2 separate regions of the Ovis aries genome follow, and region 1 is linked to region 2. The links are chromatin contacts, called in public Hi-C maps. All regions are on one chromosome and are shown on one strand. Each heading gives the region's core, a stretch centred on a gene start, on an enhancer-like site or on the middle of the called end of the contact. The rest is flanking DNA. Distances are from core to core; before and after follow the strand shown.

What was found. A called contact is a pair of places that touch in the nucleus more often than the background predicts.
Region 1: a Hi-C map of liver shows a contact between it and region 2, with 6 times the contacts expected there. The contact joins two enhancer-like sites. A contact is called at or near these places in 7 of 16 Hi-C or Micro-C datasets (blood, hypothalamus, liver and 1 more).

What each region holds. Positions count from the first base shown.
Region 1 is chr3:32,317,732-32,322,462 of ARS-UI_Ramb_v3.0, reverse strand. ADCY3 (adenylate cyclase 3) reads left to right here. Exons shown (of 22, transcript XM_042245870.1): 14 at 256-515; 15 at 785-850; 16 at 2,283-2,364; 17 at 3,289-3,447; 18 at 3,908-4,054; 19 at 4,609-4,728. Among named protein-coding and RNA genes, the nearest start is that of PTRHD1, 21 kb to the right of the region's middle. Within about 2 kb of position 2,797, at least 11 of the 54 cell types and tissues checked have an H3K27ac peak or open chromatin away from gene starts, as enhancers often do. A contact at or near this core is called in liver, where this site is marked.
Region 2 is chr3:31,981,365-31,985,486 of ARS-UI_Ramb_v3.0, reverse strand. No RefSeq gene overlaps it. Among named protein-coding and RNA genes, the nearest start is that of ITSN2, 45 kb to the right of the region's middle. Within about 2 kb of position 2,101, at least 31 of the 54 cell types and tissues checked have an H3K27ac peak or open chromatin away from gene starts, as enhancers often do. A contact at or near this core is called in liver, where this site is marked.

The DNA.
Region 1 (4,731 bases), core at 1,548-4,047, 340 kb before region 2:
GCCAGCTGGGAAGCCCCTTATATGATGGTACCAGTACTCAGAATACACAAGACAGTTTTCATGATCATCAGAGATGATGCTAAAGCTCTTAGCAGGAGTTACTGACTTTCGCATTACTGTCCCCTGGTACTTTCCCTTCTTGCTCGGGGTTTCTGAGGGAAGTGGCAGCTGCCACGGCCCAGCCTTTTCTTACCAGTGTCTGCTGTCCCCTTGCACCCCACGCTCTCCTCACCCACTCACGGTCCTGGCCTCCAGCTCAGCTGTCTCCAGTACTACACAGGCCCTACCAACGGCACCGCAGAGATGCAGGTGGAGGACGGCTGCGTGGAGAACCCCAAGTACTACAACTACGTGGCCGTGCTGTCCCTCATCGCTACCATCATGCTGGTGCAGGTCAGCCACATGGTCAAGCTCACACTCATGCTGCTCATCGTGGGGGCTGTGGCTGTCATCAACGTCTACGCCTGGCGCCCCATCTTTGATGACTACGACCACAAACGCTTCCAGCAACACAAGTAAGATGAAGCCTGTTTGGAGATCTGCATGATCTCCTTCCTCCCACCCGCCTCCCCAGTCCCCACTTCAAGGTCATGGGCCTGCAGTGAGCTGGCCATCTGTCTCTAGGGCTAATCAAAGGCTTGTATGGGAATCAGGGTTCGTGGCTTCTCACAGACTGGTTGGCTGTAATCCCAGGACGGATCCTGTCCCTTCTTGAGGACTGGAAGGTCCAGGTCACCTCAGTGTTTGGCTGGGTGCAAGTTTGTGCTGTTATCTGTCCCGACAGCTTTCCGATGGTGGCCTTAGAGAAGATGCAGGTGTTTTCCAGCTCGGGGCTCAATGGCACTGACAGGTAAGGGTGTCTCCTTTCCCGTCCTGCCCTGCGTTTCCGGTCCCTTTCTTCAGGAGACAAAGTACAACAGTCCAAAGCCCCAGGGTCTCATCCTTCCAGAGGCAAACTGTATGGGATGTTCAAGCTCGAAAAGTCAGCATGTTTCTGTGGGAGGCTGGAGCAGACTTTAGTGCTTATCTGGCCGCGCTGGCCTCTCCTGAGGTGAAGAGAATGCAGAGCGGTCCAGAGGGTGGAATAGAGAGCAGGCTGGAGAGGCAGAGAGAGGAGCAGCCATCTGGGTGACGGCTGCGGACCAGACCTCAGAAGCTGGAGGAAGGGGCCTGTGGCATTCAGTCTAGAACACCCAGACTCCTTTCCCGCCACAGTGGTTCTCTGTGGGGCCTCGGCAGGCCAGTTTGCCTGAGTCTGTGTCATCTCTTGAAGAGGTTATCAGCAGAATTCTTCAAGATTCCATCTTAGCTCTGAAGTTTTAGAATGTTATGATGCAGTGACTTGACTAGACTTTTAAATAAGTTAAAAAAAAAAAAAAAGATTACCTAACAGAGAAGATGGACAGAAGACTTGAATAGGCCTTTCACAAAAGAAGTGTAAATAGGAACTAATAAATTAAGGGCATTCAAGTAATCAGGGTCATGCAAATTAAGGCCACCAGGAAAGACTGTCACACACCAACCAGTTTGGCAAAAATTAAGAAGGCTGATAACATCATGGATTATGGTAACCCATACGTTCCTGGTGGAAGTATAAATGGTACAACCATTTAAGAAAACAATTTGGAGTTAATTAGTAAAGGTGAAAATAGACCTATGACTCAGTAACTCCACTGCTATGTATACACCTTAGAGAAATTAATGTACATGTTATTTGTCCCCAGATGTATGTACTAGAATGTCCACAGTTGCACTGTTCATAATAGCCACACGCTCGCAAACATCCAACTCAAAGGAGAGCCCCAATGAAATTAAGACTAAGTGGATATGTAAATTGTGGTATATGCATATACCAACTCAGCTCCACACAAAAATATGGCTGACAGTTATAAAAACGCATGGTGCAACTGTGCCCTCATCCCATCACTGAGATGTTAGTCTCTCCCTTCTCCAGATTCCTACATGGTTGAGGCTACTGCTGTGATCAGTCAGGTGATGTGGTGTTTAATAAAACATCCAGAGAGCAGCTCTCAAGGCCTGACGTGGATTTCAAGTGCAGCCAGAACTGTCCAGGAGTTGGCTGGCAGTTAAGACAAAATCCCAGTGATTTCAGAAATTTTTACTGTCCAGTGGGCATCTGGACTTGATATGAAAGTGCTTAAGCTGCTGAGAAAGGTTTCTGGAGTGATAAGAAACAGCATAGCCACATTAGAGAGGATAAAAACTCCCTTGTCAGCAGAGGGCAGCATGGCGCACTTTCAACTGAATTCTGGGCCCCACAGGCTGCCCCTGGTGCCGTCTAAGTACTCGATGACAGTGATGATCTTCGTCATGATGCTGAGCTTTTACTACTTCTCCCGACACGTGAGTGCCTGCACACCCGCCCCTTCCACGCCGACTTCTCAGGGCCTCCTGAGAAGCAGCCCCAGGATCTAAGAACCCAACCTCCTGGGGAATGCCGTTTTCCTTACCCCACATGGCATGTGACCCCGGTCAGGCCACCGCCTCTGCCATTTCCTGGTCTCCCTCAGGAGTATCAATACCAGAACAACAGTTCTTACCTCTTGCTCTGAGCTGCTGATGGAAGGCTGGGAGTGGGGCATAAAGCCTGGATAAAATCTCTAATTTCCTAGGCCAGGGGCTCATGGATCTCCACTCATCCTGGCTCTGGGGGTCATGAACATACTGACTACAAAGCCAGAAAGGGAAATTTTTGTTTGGTTAAAAGGAAAAAGACGAAGAGGGAGGGGAAGTACCCACACAAGGGACTTACTTCCCTATTAGCTCAGGAGCCACCCAGTGGCTTGTCAGAGAACTGCAGCCACCTCCAGGCACTTGGCGACTGGAGCCTGCTGGAAATGGGGACTTCTCTTCCCTGCGCTGAGATCCCCACTGCTGCCACCACCCACAAGGCCCATCTGTAGCTGAAATGAGGTCCCAGGAGGCCCCTCACATCCTCCTGTAACCACAGAGGCTGGGGTCATCACCCCAGCTGTATGGTATGGCCTTTTTTGATGAATCATCTTTCTGGGGTTCATTTCCCCTGCTATCCAGCCATCTCCATCTTCCTTTCAGTTTTTCCATGTTGGAACCCCTCAAGTTCCCATTTCTCAACTTTTTTGTTTTTTGTTTTTTTTGGTTGCACTTTATGGGATCTTAGTTCCCCAATCAGGGACTGAACCCAGGGCCACAGCAGTGAAAGCACCTGGTCCTAACCACTGGACCACCCGAGAACTCCCTCAAATGGCCAGCTTAGGGCACACACCTTGCCTGTGTCTATATCCATAGGTGGAAAAGCTGGCACGGACACTGTTCTTGTGGAAGATTGAGGTCCACGACCAGAAGGAACGTGTCTATGAGATGCGACGCTGGAACGAAGCCTTGGTCACCAACATGCTGCCTGAGCACGTGGCACGCCATTTCCTGGGGTCCAAGAAGAGAGATGAGGTGAGGCGTGGCCCCATAGGGCTGGAGCCATAGGGCCGTCTTCTGGCTTTCTGCCTTCTTGTGACATGGCCTGGGGGCCCAGGTAGGGCTGGACCTACACAGCACCACAGTATCAGAAGCCAAAGAATCTCTTGCCATAATCTGTGAGGCCTGTTTCAGAAGACAAGGCCTTAGTGGAGCGCACCTGTCAACTTTGATTGTCCCAAGTGGTTCTCATGCCTCACTTCACAGCTTGCCACTGCCCTCCTTCCTAGAGCTGGGGCTGTTGGCAGGAACTAGCAAAGCTCTTTTTTTGGTTTCCAAAGTTGCAATGAGCTTTCTAATAATTCAGTCAGGATAGTCTGGGAGACCTGTGTGTCCAAAAAGCTGAGTGCACGTCATGGGTGTGGAGGACGTTCATTTCTGTAGCATGCCATTCACTTAGACTGTCTTTGAGCACTTTGGCCCTGCCTCTCTTTAGGAGCTGTACAGCCAGTCTTATGATGAGATTGGAGTTATGTTTGCCTCCCTGCCCAATTTTGCCGACTTCTACACAGAGGAGAGCATCAATAATGGCGGCATTGAGTGTCTGCGCTTCCTCAATGAGATCATCTCAGATTTTGACTCTGTGAGTGACTATCCTGGCCCCTGCATCCTGCCACAAAGCCAGCCCTTCCAGACTGCAGCCCAAGAAACTTGGGAGTTACTTCGGCTGCTGTTTTCCCATAAAAACTCCTCAAAACGCATGGCCTTCTGCAGTTGTCTGGAAATGTTGGGTCCCAGGTGGGAGCCTTGGAAATCACCTGTAAGTTCATAGGATAAGGCCTGGCCAAAAGATTTTTGAGGTCCCTCTGGTTCCTCTTATCCTCAAATTCAGATTCAGCAAACAATAATCAGGTATTAATAACTTGTGTACCAGGGGAAATGCTTTTACATACATGCTCAACACTTCCAAGACTGGCACTTTTATCCCTGTTAATATGGTAGAAACTGAGGCTCAGAAAATCAGGACATTGGCCCAGGATAACATAGCAGATGTTGGCTAAATGAAGCTTTTATAGGAAAATCTCTCTCAGATGTTTCATGGGTTTGTTGTAAAAAAAAGGGGGGGCAGGTCTGTCATTTAGTTGGCTCATTCATCTCTCTTGACCGCTGACAATTCTCTCTTAACACTGGCCTCAGCTTCTGGACAATCCCAAGTTCCGGGTCATCACCAAGATCAAGACCATTGGTAGCACCTACATGGCAGCTTCAGGAGTCACCCCAGATGTCAACACCAATGGCTTTACCAGCTCCAACAAGGTA
Region 2 (4,122 bases), core at 852-3,351:
GCTAGAGGCACTGATTTAGGAATGAAGCTTTTCCGAAGTGAACAGCTTCTTCACACTAATCTCCATCTCCAGGCACAAAGAGCTCTCAGCCAAGCACAGTGGTCACACAGCCGGGTCAGCCTGCTGTGCTGTTTCCCAGGACAGTGCTGTTTCCCAGGGCAGTGCTGTCTGAGCCAAAGAAATAGCCAGGGAAATTCAAGCACAGCACTATACCACCACTTCTTTTACCAGCAATTTATCAACATTTCTAAATATCTTCCAAAATAATGAGAAATAATTTAAAGAAGAAACAAATGTATATGCTCAGAACCTGTCTCCAGAGCATATCACCCTAATAATGGTTAGAATATAGCAAGTATGTGAAAAGGAGAATCCTAATGGAAACTCTTTCCTATATTGTATTATATGATGAGTGGACATTATTACTTGGAGAAAAGACAGTAAAAATACTAGACATGATATGCTATGAGTGCATTTATTCCCTAAAAATATTTTCCATATTAATTTTTATGACACATTCAGTATCTGAGTATATTTCTTGGTCATAAGAGAGTCTGAACATTTGTACAGCTTTTGATAGCAAGCTAGATCTCTTTTGACAGCAAGTGAGAAGAGATCTGATCCAAACACTGGCTGAAACAAAACAGGAACTTACTTGATTATGTAACTGAACAGTCCAGGAATAGGGCTTGCTGCTCTGCTGCTATCTTGGATTGAGAGCTGAAAAGCATCACCAGGGTGCCTCTCTCTCTCTCTCTTTCACAGCTCTTTTCTCAGACTGGTTCCCACTTAAGATGTCAAGATGGCTACAGCAACTCTGAGCCTTACATGAAACATGAAAATATAGCAGGACAGAAAATGAATCTCTCTCCCAGAAGCCCCAGCAGAAATATCACTACTTCTCATTGATTCTGCCTCTGGCTGACTAGGGGACTGCAATATCTGGATTGATTTAGGTCACAACTCTGTGCCTGAGCCAGGGGTGCAGCCCCAGCCCGAGCAACGGCACTGGAGGCAGGGATTTCCGCAGATGGGAGCAAGAGTCCAGTTGCCAGCAGCAGGCTGTGTGGTGGGCAGCGAAGAGAACAGCTGACAGTAAACAGCTGTAGCCTGAGATAATTGGTGTGCGATGGAAATCCAGTAGAAATGAGGATCTACCGAGAAAGAGGGGCACACTGACAGAAGGAGAGTGAAAAATGGGAGATGTTTACATCCATCACTTGACATTAATATTTAAAATTTTAAGAGTCTATATTTCTGGACTTGGTATGCAATTTCAAAAAGAAAGAATAATTTATGTTCCTAGACTTGATGTGCAATTTCAAAAAGCAAGAATAATTGCTTTATTCTTCAAAATTAAAAAAAAAAAACCAACTTCATGAAATGAGCTTTGAGAAGAAAATTTTATCCTGAGAATTACTGCAAGTATAAGATTACTCTCATCTAAAAGCATGTCAGAAATAAAAGACAGTGCTGGGAATCAGCTGCTGACAGCTCTAGACAGAATGTCTAATTTGAAAATGATTTATTCTTTTCCATGTAAGGCTCTTCTATAATATGTAAATTGGAGGTGATTCGTATAACTCATGTAATGCTAAGATAAGAGCTAGAGTAAGAAGTTTGGGTTAGAAGCAGAGTGACTTTTAAAAATAGTTCTACAGTCAGTTTCTATATTCATCAAATACTTAATGGCAAGAAATGTAGTCCAAGAATTTTTCTAAGTCACTGCAGAGAATTAATAATTATCAGAAGAAGAAAAACATTTTACTAGTTTCTGAAGAGGCATTGTCCTGTCCTTGGCACAGGACCTGGTGGATTCAGCGTGTATAATTTCTCCTGAGTGCCTCTGGCAAGGCTATTAGTAGCCTACTCAACAGCTATTACCCGCTTCTTTCTGTTTAAAAAAAAACAACAACAAAAAAACAGACTACATACATAAAACAAAAGCCCTATTTCAATTGGGTAATGATGTGCCCAGTTTCAGGGCCTAAGCAAATCATATCACTCTCACTTCCCTTTTGTGAGTCTAGCGACGGGCATGAGGTCAAGTTCAGGCCCAAGATGTTTGCTGGGAGCCTCAATGTTTCTTCCTGCTTAGGGAGACTTAAGAGAAAGAGAAAGCCCTTTTCTTGTCTCCTTCCTTCCTGCTTGGGACTCGGCACTCTGACGAAACCGTGTCTAGAGCAGCTGCGCCATCTGGTGGCCAGAACGGGCAGGACATGGGGCAGCCCTTGGGTGCCCAGTCATCCAGCTGTTGAGCACCCCAGTCGTCACCTGCTTTCACGCGTTCCCTTAAGTGTCATGTTATGGGTCATGCGGTTTGAGCACTTTTAGTCGGATATTCTGTTTCTCTAGCCAAAGCCATTCCTAAATAATATGGCTCCTCCTCAAATTTCTGACTTGGGATTGCCATACTAAAAACCACGCAGCTAAATTTTCCTTGCAAAGTCAAAACTTCATTCTTAAAGAACCACTATTTCTTAAATTGGCCTATTTATCTAAGTTTGATCCAGTGGTTGTCTTCAAAAAATAAAATTCAAGCCAGATCCTTTTTAATCATTTCTTTTGGAAAACTATTAAATACATTTATTACTGAGATGACATTCCCTCACAGCTGACACCTGTCCTCCTGTTTCAAATATGACAATCTGTAAACATTGAGGAGGAAAGTGGACAAAGAGGAACTTTCCCTCAAAGCCATGCAGAAACACAGCAGACCTCACCCACAGAGGAGCTTCAGTGTAAACAGAATGAAAGGACTTCATCAAGGAAATTCAAGTATCAGATGGAATGCAATTAGATGATCTTTAAGGTTTCTCCTTGGAAGGAAAGTTATGACCCACCTAGACAGCATATTAAAGAGCAGAGATATTACTTTGCCAAGAAAGGTCCATCTAGTCAAAGCTATGGTTTTTCCAATAGTCATGTATGGATGTGAGAGTTGGACTATAAAGAAAGCTGAGGGCCAAAGAATTGATGCTTTTGAACTGTGGTGTTGGAGAAGACTCTTGAGAGTCCCTTGGACTGCAAGGAGATCCAACCAGTCCATCCTAAAGGATATCAGTCCTGAATATTCATTGGAAGGACTGATGTTGAAGCTGAAACTCCAATACATTGGCCAGCTGATGCGAAGAACTGACTCATTTGAAAAGACTCTGATGCTGGGAGGGATTAGGGGCAGGAGGAAAAGGGGACAACAGAAGATGAGATGGCTGGATGGCATCACCGACTCAATGGACATGAGTTTGTGTAAATTCCGGGAGTTGTTGATGGACAGGGAGGCCTGGTGTGCTGCAGTCCGTGGGGTCACAAAGACTCGGACACGACTGAGCAACTGAACTGAATTGAACTGAAGGTTTCTCTCAGCTCTAAGATTAAAGGGTTTTAATGGTCTCGGATCTCATATCTTAAAACTAAAAACATCTCTTTGTGTTTGATTCTGCAAAACATTTTAGTACCATCCTCTCTCCTTAAATATTTCATTGAAAGTGAAAATTGCCCAGTCATGTCCAATTCTTTGTGACCCCATGGACTATACAGTCCATGGAATCTCCATGCCAGAATACTGGAGTGGATAGCCGTTCCCTTCTCCAGGGGATCTTACCGACCCAGGAATCGAACCCACGTCTCCTGCATTGCAGGCGGATTCTTTACCAGCTGAGCCACCATGGAAGCCCAGGTATACCCATTTTTTGCTTTCTGACTCCCTATCCATAACACTGTGTAACTGAAATTCTATACCACGTTTGAGTACTAAAAGTGTCCTTAGTTTGCTAACAACTGAAGGTTAAAATTAATCCAACACATTTTTCTTAAATTTTTTTTAATTAGATAATTTATTAGATAGTTTTTTCCTGCAAATGTGCAAGGAATCTCCATGTAGTTTTAGAATCCTCCTTCTAGTATTTTTTGTTGTTGTTTAGTCACTAAGTCATGTCCAACTCTTTTGCAACCCCATGGACTGCAGCCCACCAGGCTCCTGTGTTCATGGGATTTCCCAGCCAAGAATACTGGAGTGGGTTGCCATTTCCTCCTCCAGGGAATCTTCCCAACCCAGGGATTGAACCTGTGTCTCCTGCATTAGTAGGTGGGTTTTTTTTTAACCACTGAGCCACCAGGGAA